2 separate regions of the Sus scrofa genome follow, and region 1 is linked to region 2. A link is a contact called in public HiChIP or PLAC-seq data. All regions are on one chromosome and are shown on one strand. Each heading gives the region's core, a stretch centred on a gene start, on an enhancer-like site or on the middle of the called end of the contact. The rest is flanking DNA. Distances are from core to core; before and after follow the strand shown. Region 1 holds the start of TTLL11 (tubulin polyglutamylase TTLL11). Region 2 holds the start of LOC110256218.

Region 1 (4,555 bases), core at 1,243-3,742, 38 kb after region 2:
TTTTTTTAATGTCCGCACCCGTGGCACATGGAAGTTCCCTGGACAGACACCGAATTCAAGCCACAGCTGCGACAACACCAGATCCTTTAACCCCTGCGCTGGGGCCAGGGATCAAACCTGCACCTCCACAGTAACCCGAGTGGCTGCGGTCAGATTCCTAACCCACTGTGCCAGCAGGAACTCCATGTCCTGCCTGATTCTTGACTCCCCTCCAAACCACATGACTCCTTCTGCTGGGACAGCAACCCTCTGACCAATCCCTTCTGTGGCCATCTCTCTGCATGTTCCCACTTCATTCAGCCCTTCCTGAACATCTACCATAACCAAGGCCCAGAGCTAAGTGCCTGTGTCCTCAGGTTGCCAGCTGCACATCATCTCGTCTAAGTCTCCAGATTCAACCACCCTAAACCACAATCCTGACGCTCCAGAAAGCACATTAAATCACCTTAGATGCTGCAAATCAAGTCAAATGGCTTTATCCACTCAGCCAACTGCAACTGATATCTCTGGATTTCACTGGTGCATCATCCCAGCCCCCTGTGGGTCAGGGACAAATAACCCATTCCTTTATTTGCCTTTCACCCACCACTTCCTGACACCTGCTGTATGCCAAGCCTTGGAACACAAAATACAGTGCCTGCACTCATGACAGCGATGGTGAAGTGGGAAGAAAGAGAGGAGTGGCCGGTAACATTAGTTAGCACTTATTGCATACTTGGGCTATACGACAATAAGCAGTGAGTCTTCTGATACTAAAAAAACTATGAGATAGGTATTATTAGCCTCACTTTATAAAGGAGGAAAGAGGCTTAAGAGATGAAGCAACTTGCTCAAGGTCACACAGCTAAGTGGCAGCGTGGTGACCCTAGACCTGTCTACCTCCAAAGTACAAACTGTTCAACTGCCCCAAGAGTCACATAGTAAATGCTAAGTAACTACAACTTAATAGGAAGTGAAAGAGGGTCCAGGGCCCCGGGGACTCGCAAACTGGTAGAGGAGACACACATATAAAGAAACATCTACAATGCAGGGAGCCAAGTGCTGATGGCTGGAGACCATGGAGCTGCAGCGAAGCCAGAGGAAGGGATGGCTAACTTAACCCGGAGGGGTCTGAAGCCAACTTGAGTTAAGTGACTTGGGGGCTAGGCTTTGAAGGATGAGAAGTTTGCGGCTGACAAGTGTAGCGCACAGCTGAAGCTTGGCTCTCAGACTTGGCCTGGGCCGGCCGGACCCTCTGTGCCAGTCCAGTCCACCCCCCTGTGCCCACGCGGCGGGCCGGGCCTCACCTCCTTCCACTTGAGCTGGCGGATGCTGATCTTCAGGGCGTCCAGGGAGGTCCTGGCCTTGGAGCTGTCCACGGTGACGGGCCGCAGAGAGCAATACTCATTGGACCGGTTAGAGCTCCGCTTGCAGCTGCGGCCCTTGCTCCTGGACTTCCCGTGCGGGCAGAGGCCCTGAGCCGGCGCCGGCGCTGGCTTCGGCCTGGACACCGGCACCGTTCGCGGGGGCCGCGGGGGTACGCGGGCATCGCCCTCTTCGGCCGCGCTGGGCGGCCCCGGAGCCGGCTCCTTGGGCTGCTCCTCCCCCCCTTGCGCTCCGGCTCCCCGGCCGCACCCGGGTCCACACGGACCTGGTCCTTCGCAGCCTGAGCCTTGGCCGCATCCACGGCCTCCGCCTCCCACCAGGCCGTCAGCTCCCTCTCGGGGCTGCCCGGCAGCATGGCTCTCACGGCCGGTGCCAACGCCAGTGCCGCCGCCTGCGCCTCCGCCGCTCCGCCGCGCCGGCCCGCGACCAAACTGCCGCTGCCGCCGCAGCCGCCGCCACGCGCTCCCCGCCCGAGCCCGTTGCCATGATCGCTCAGGCTCCGGTTGACAAGGGCAGTCGCCGACTCGGGATGGGGCCCGGGAAGGGACAATCGCCGTCCAGGCCCCGGCGACCTCATAGGCGAGGCTGTCCACGTGACCGGGCCTGTCACAGAGGCGGGGGCGGCCATATTGGAAGAGGGCGGAAGCGTCCTCAGCCCGCCCACCCTGAGCAGCGCGCAGAGCTTGGAGGTGAGAAGCTGCGGTGAACCTGGGGGTAGAAAGGCGTTGGGCGCATGTGAGGCCCGGGCTGGGACTGAGAGACATCAGTTTCAAACAAGAAGCTCCCTTTCCCCACCCCATACACTCTCACGGGGATAACTCCTGGTGTGATGGAGGGAGGCACGACCCCGTCAAGGAGCACCTCAGTCTGATGATGGACTTGACGAGGCCAGGCCCTCAAGGTGCAGCTCCTGATTTGAAGAAATCCCTTTCTGGACCTAGGAGAGGCCCCAGACTGAGAGGGGAGACACTTATCCCGGTTCTCAGGGAGCTCCCAATGGAATGGGGAAGTTTTGAAGATTCGTGGTTGAGTCGAAGACATTAATCATTCCTTTAACTATTATGTCATGTTTTTAAATTATGGTAAAACAAACATAACATAAAATGTCTCACTTTCCCCACTTTTAGGTATGGAGTTCAGTGGCATTAATACATAATAACATTGTTGTGCAATCATCATCATCATTCATCTGTGGAAATTTTTCACCTTCTCAAACTGAAACCCTGTACCCATTAACCCATATCTCCCCATGCCCCTTCCCCCAGCCCCTGAACCACCATCTTACTGTCTCTGTGTGCTTTATTAAATAGCTGATAGAGGTGGAATCAAACAATATTTGTCCCTTTGTGTCTAGCTTATTCAATCAGAGTTTTACTTGTTTGCTTACTTGTAATGGTCTGTCTCACTGGCTAAAGACCAAATGCAGTGAGTAAGGAGTGTCCTGTTCCAGTTGACCAGCAAATTCCAATGCCCAGTCAGTGCCTGTCAGGCAGTAGGCATTCAATAACAATTTCTTGAATGAATGAATGAATGAATGAACAAATGAATGAATGAAAAATAAACTGCTCAGATATTAAATACTTAAATACTTAAGCGAATTATAGCAAATGTCAATAACAGCTTTAGCCACTTAGGATAAACATTATCCTGGTGATGCAACATTACGTGAACTGGTAATAATCGTGATACTTAAAGACTGTTTTGCATGAACAGGTCCTGGAAGAACAGAGAGACAAATGAGAACAGCAGTGGTGCTGGAGACATGCGCTCTTGGTTGAAATTTTTCTCTCAGTTTTGGCAAACTCTTTCAACCTGGAGGCTCTTCCTACCCTTGGACCCAGTAACCCATCTCATTTCTGGAGGTTTCTGCTAAGAATCAGAAAGTCAGACTAAGATTTCCGTGGTAATCTGATATCAGTGAGAATTCTCACTGTCCCAGGGGCTGTACTAATTTTGCATATGTTGTGTCATTTAATGTTTACCACAGCTGTGGGGTAAGTCCTCTTTTTCCCACATTTTACAGATGGGGAAGGAAATTGCTACTCAGAGAAAAGAAATCACTTACCCAAAGACAGCATTCAAACTCAGGGTGGTCTGACACTAGCACCCCTCTCCCAACACCCACACTAACCCCTACACCATGCCTTTGTTCACAAAAATAAGCCACGTGTATTTAAACATGGTCCATATCCATGTATATGTATGTATAACTAAAAAGATATATGCACTAAGCCTCAGCTTATGTGGATTACAAGAAAATTACATGCAGAGAAAAAACACTGGATTCAAATATACCAGACTATTAATAGTGGATGCTCTGGGTGATGGAGTTGAGGGTGGCAACTTTCCTCCTTATTCTTTTCTATGTTTTCCCAGTTTTCTACGATGACTGTGCATTGTTTTCATAACTGGAAAACACAATTTTCTAATAAAAATGTGTCTTGATTGCTGTTCTATAACTCTTATAGCAAGTCCATTTCCGGGGAAAGAGACAGGAAGGGATAGTTCAGGGGACCGAGGTGTGGGCAGCTTTTATTCCTGTTGTTGGTTTCTGCCCTGTTAGTATCAGAGGCTGCCACCAGGTGGCGCCCGAGGCCCGGTGTTTGAAGAGACTGAAGCAGGATGAGGGGCATGGGAGGTCCCTTAGCAACAAACATCTGAGTAAAACTGAACAGCTGCTGCCCAGCTCTACTGGCAAACACACACACTTTTGCCCCTCTAGGCTTCTGCCAGTGTTGCTTGCTCTGCCTAGTGCAAGCTGCCATTGGCCCCCTGTCTTCTCAGTGAGCTGTTTATTTTTAAGTCTCAGATCCAAAAACCTCTTCCTCTTAGACAGGGTGTGATGGGGCCCCCTGGGAGCACTGGAGTCCCTGCAAGGGGGAGGGGGTCAATCCTAATAAGAGAGCAAAAGGCTTCATATGCAGTTCTGGGTTAACTGTTTCTTTTTGAATGAACATAATAGCCATTGTTCATTGAGCACACCTGTATGGCAAACCCTGTTGTGTATCCTAGCATTTTAATCATCTGAAGCTTTCCTAGGGAGGAAAGTATGGCTTTCCCCTACATAAATGCCGGGAATTTGTGTCCTTCTTTGTGACCTCAGGCAAGTCTTAGAGTTCCTCTGTCCTCTATTGTCTTCATCTGAAAAGTGGGGTGATGATAATAGTACCTATCTCAGAGTACTGGTGTA
Region 2 (4,150 bases), core at 421-2,920:
GTGCCTCCTGGTCCCCCACTTTTAAAATGTAGAAGAGTCTCTTGTGTTTTATATGCCCCTCTTTCAAGATCTCCCGTTGACCTGCAGCACAGGACGCAGGCAGCCAACCAATGAATTCATCCCAGTTTTCCCAGGACTGTGCTGATTTTAAAACTGAAAGTCCAGCACCCCTGGAGCCCTCTCAGTCCCAGGCAAACTGGGACAGTTGGTCATCCTAGCACTGGGGCAGCTTCCATCTGCCACGGTGTGGGAGGAAGGGCCTATTAATAGCAAGCCCTTCTCAGTGTACTTTAAACCTGAAAGGTAGTCATACATCTGAAAACTATTCCTAGCTGGTAAGGAAGGGAATAAAATCCTGGCTTTGGTTCACCTAATAATGTCAGCCTGGGTTTCACAGGCAAAGGATTAGAAGAAATCTTCACAAGTCATTGTTCTTACTTTCTTCTAAAGAATCCCAGGAAAAGAGATTCCACAAAACTACCTTTGAAACCCATTCTAATACCCATGATCTTTTTAAAATATTCAATTCAATTCAATCTACAATTATACCATTTTCATTCTCGGCACTGAACTGAATAAAGAAAGCTTCAAGATACGCTACCCACAGGAAATCAGGTAAAACTATTAGAGACCTCACCGGGTCACCAGAACAAAGTTTAAAGTCTGGTGTAAGAGTCTTTGGACTTGGAGAGGAAAGAAGACTAAATTCTAAAACCTCAAGAATGAGAATACTAAAAACTGTTTAGAATCAGGTGTCCAGCAGCTTTAATGCCTCGGTTATAATCATTCTATTCCGTCCAGTACTCCTGAGTGGGTGCTCCAAAGGAGGGCAAAAACTAACATTTAGTAGATGCCTACTGTTTACCAACTGCTCTCATGCTCACTCCCAATACCCCAGGGGAGACTGTATTCGCCCATTTTTACAGGTGAGGGAAGTGGAGCTTAGAGATCACTCACACCACGCTTCGCTAGGGGCTGGGCATGCCATAACAAACATGAGTCACGATGCTAAAATGATAAATACTAAACATAATATTCACAAGGACTAAACAGAGTTATGGCTCCTGCTGCCATGCACCTCAGCGTCTAGTGGGGAACGCCAGACACTTAAAAATGATTACAAAAATAATTATGAGTGAGCCAGTGTGGGGGCGTCAGGGAAAGCACTGGAGAGATGAAGCATAAGAGGACAAAGGAGCCAAGAAGAGGTGGGAGAGAAAGGGAAACAATTTCCTGTTTCTAGGCAGAGAAGACGGCAGCAGACACCTCATGATGCAAACGTTCAGTCATGGGCCCGAGATGGCACAATTTATCATTGGGCAGACTGGGGTTTTGAGTCCCGTGCTTTCTGACTCCAGAACTCATGTTCCTTCCACTGTAATCCAATGACCGGCTGTGCTCCAAATCGAAAGAGAACAGCCCACCAGGAGGACCTAATTCCCAGCCACGCTACTCAGTGTTTCCCCAGCTCGGCTGCGCAGAATTGGCCCAAGGGGGCTTGTTAAAAAAAAAAAATAAAGATTCCCCAGGTCCTACTGAAAGGATGAAAATGCAACCTGACTCTCCCAGAACCCAGGAAGTTAATAAGAAGCTCTAAATGCCCTCGAATTCCAGACCCTGTTCCCTATAGGTAAAAGATCATACTTTTTGCTGTTTTAGGGCTTGCTTTCTGCTCTGTACAAAACTTTGTGGAAGGGGAAAAACAGGCCCCTGAGTATGTGCCTCTATGCTTGAAACTTCTTGAAACTGCTCCTAACTGCTTGTTTGGCTTCTGTAAACCTGCTTGCATAAGATAAAAAGAGGAGAAGTCAATTGCCTAACGGACCCCAGTAAGATCGGGCGTGCCACAAAATGTTGAAAATCCTGATAAATATATCTTGGTGACAATATGTCTCCCCCACCCAGAGACAGGCACAAACATGTAACTCCAGAACAACTTAAAATTAATTGGTCCACAAAGCGCGGGCTCTCGAAGTTTTGAATTGACTGGTTTGCGATATTTTAAAAATGATTAGTTTGTAAAAGCGCGGGCTTTGTTGTGAACCCCATAAAAGCTGTCCCGACTCCACACTCGGGGCCGCAGTCCTCTACCCCTGCGTGGCGTACGACTGTGGGCCCCAGCGCGCTCGGAATAAAAATCCTCTTGCTGTTTGCATCAAGACCGCTTCTCGTGAGTGATTTGGGGTGTCGCCTCTTCCGAGTCAGGACGAGAGGGATTTTAACTCGACTGGCCTTTCAGTTTGGTGCGTTGGCCGGGAAACCCGCGACTACCCCTCACACCCGAGAACCGACTTGGAGGTAAAGGGATCCCCTTTGGAACGTGTGAGTGTGTGTGTCGGCTGGCGTCTCTGTTCTGAGTGTCTGTTTTCGGTGATGCGCGCTTTCGGTTTGCAGCTGTCCTCTCAGACCGTAAGGACTGGGGGACTGTGATCAGCAGACGTGCTAGGAGGATCACAGGCTGCCACCCTGGGGGACGCCCCGGGAGGTGGGGAGAGCCAGGGACGCCTGGTGGTCTCCTTCTGTCGGTCAGAGGACCGAGTTCTGTTGTTGAAGCGAAAGCTTCCCCCTCCGCGGCCGTCCGACTCTTTTGCCTGCTTGTGGAAGACGCGGACGGGTCGCGTGTGTCTGGATCTGTTGGTTTCTGTTTTGTGTGTCTTTGTCTTGTGCGTCCTTGTCTACAGTTTTAATATGGGACAGACGGTGACGACCCCTCTTAGTTTGACTCTCGACCATTGGACTGAAGTTAAATCCAGGGCTCATAATTTGTCAGTTCAGGTTAAGAAGGGACCTTGGCAGACTTTCTGTGTCTCTGAATGGCCGACATTCGATGTTGGATGGCCATCAGAGGGGACCTTTAATTCTGAGATTATCCTGGCTGTTAAAGCAATTATTTTTCAGACTGGACCCGGCTCTCATCCCGATCAGGAGCCCTATATCCTTACGTGGCAAGATTTGGCAGAGGATCCTCCGCCATGGGTTAAACCTTGGCTGAATAAGCCAAGAAAGCCAGGTCCCCGAATTCTGGCTCTTGGAGAGAAAAACAAACACTCGGCTGAAAAAGTCAAGCCCTCTCCTCATATCTACCCCGAGATTGAGGAGCCGCCGGCTTGGCCGGAACCCCAATCTGTTCCCCCACCCCCTTATCCGGCACAGGGTGCTGCGAGGGGACCCTCTGCCCCTCCTGGAGCTCCGGCGGTGGAGGGACCTGCTGCAGGGACTCGGAGCCGGAGGGGCGCCACCCCGGAGCGGACAGACGAGATCGCGACATTACCGCTGCGCACGTACGGCCCTCCCATACCGGGGGGCCAATTGCAGCCCCTCCAGTATTGGCCCTTTTCTTCTGCAGATCTCTATAATTGGAAAACTAACCATCCCCCTTTCTCGGAGGATCCCCAACGCCTCACGGGGTTGGTGGAGTCCCTTATGTTCTCTCACCAGCCTACTTGGGATGATTGTCAACAGCTGCTGCAGACACTCTTCACAACCGAGGAGCGAGAGAGAATTCTGTTAGAGGCTAGAAAAAATGTTCCTGGGGCCGACGGGCGACCCACGCAGTTGCAAAATGAGATTGACATGGGATTTCCCTTGACTCGCCCCGGTTGGGACTACAACACGGCTGAAGGTAGGGAGAGCTTGAAAATCTATCGCCAGGCTCTGGTGGCGGGTCTCCGGGGCGCCTCAAGACGGCCCACTAACTTGGCTAAGGTAAGAGAGGTGATGCAGGGACCGAATGAACCTCCCTCAGTTTTTCTTGAGAGGCTCATGGAAGCCTTCAGGCGGTTCACCCCTTTTGATCCTACCTCGGAGGCTCAGAAAGCCTCAGTGGCTCTGGCCTTCATAGGACAGTCAGCCCTGGATATCAGAAAGAAGCTTCAGAGACTGGAAGGGTTACAGGAGGCTGAGTTACATGATCTAGTGAAGGAGGCAGAGAAAGTGTATTACAAAAGGGAGACAGAAGAAGAAAGGGAACAAAGAAAAGAGAGAGAAAGAGAGGAAAGGGAGGAAAGACGTAATAAACGGCAAGAGAAGAATTTGACTAAGATCTTGGCTGCAGTGGTTGAAGGGAAAAGCAATAGGGAAAGAGAGAGAGATTTTAGGAAAATTAGGTCAGGCCCTAGACAGTCAGGGAACCTGGGCAATAGGACCCCAC

Evidence for each region. HiChIP or PLAC-seq counts read pairs in DNA pulled down with a chosen protein or histone mark.
Region 1: a contact with region 2 is called in an H3K27ac HiChIP or PLAC-seq map of skeletal muscle. The contact joins the promoter of TTLL11 here to the promoter of LOC110256218 in region 2. A contact is called at or near these places in 1 of 47 Hi-C or Micro-C datasets (skeletal muscle) and 1 of 2 datasets of contacts at active chromatin or transcription factors (skeletal muscle).

What each region holds. Positions count from the first base shown.
Region 1 is chr1:262,202,259-262,206,813 of Sscrofa11.1, forward strand. It overlaps TTLL11 (tubulin polyglutamylase TTLL11), which reads right to left and starts at 2,493. Exons shown (of 11, transcript XM_021068337.1): 1 at 1,591-2,493; 2 at 1,287-1,588. The coding sequence starts at 1,993. LOC110256220 (a long non-coding RNA gene) reads left to right here and starts at 1,982. Exons shown (of 2, transcript XR_002337477.1): 1 at 1,982-2,054; 2 at 2,493-3,824.
Region 2 is chr1:262,164,811-262,168,960 of Sscrofa11.1, forward strand. LOC110256218 reads left to right here and starts at 1,671. Exons shown (of 2, transcript XM_021068344.1): 1 at 1,671-3,705. The coding sequence starts at 2,689. The region is part of intron 2 of TTLL11 (tubulin polyglutamylase TTLL11); the gene reads right to left.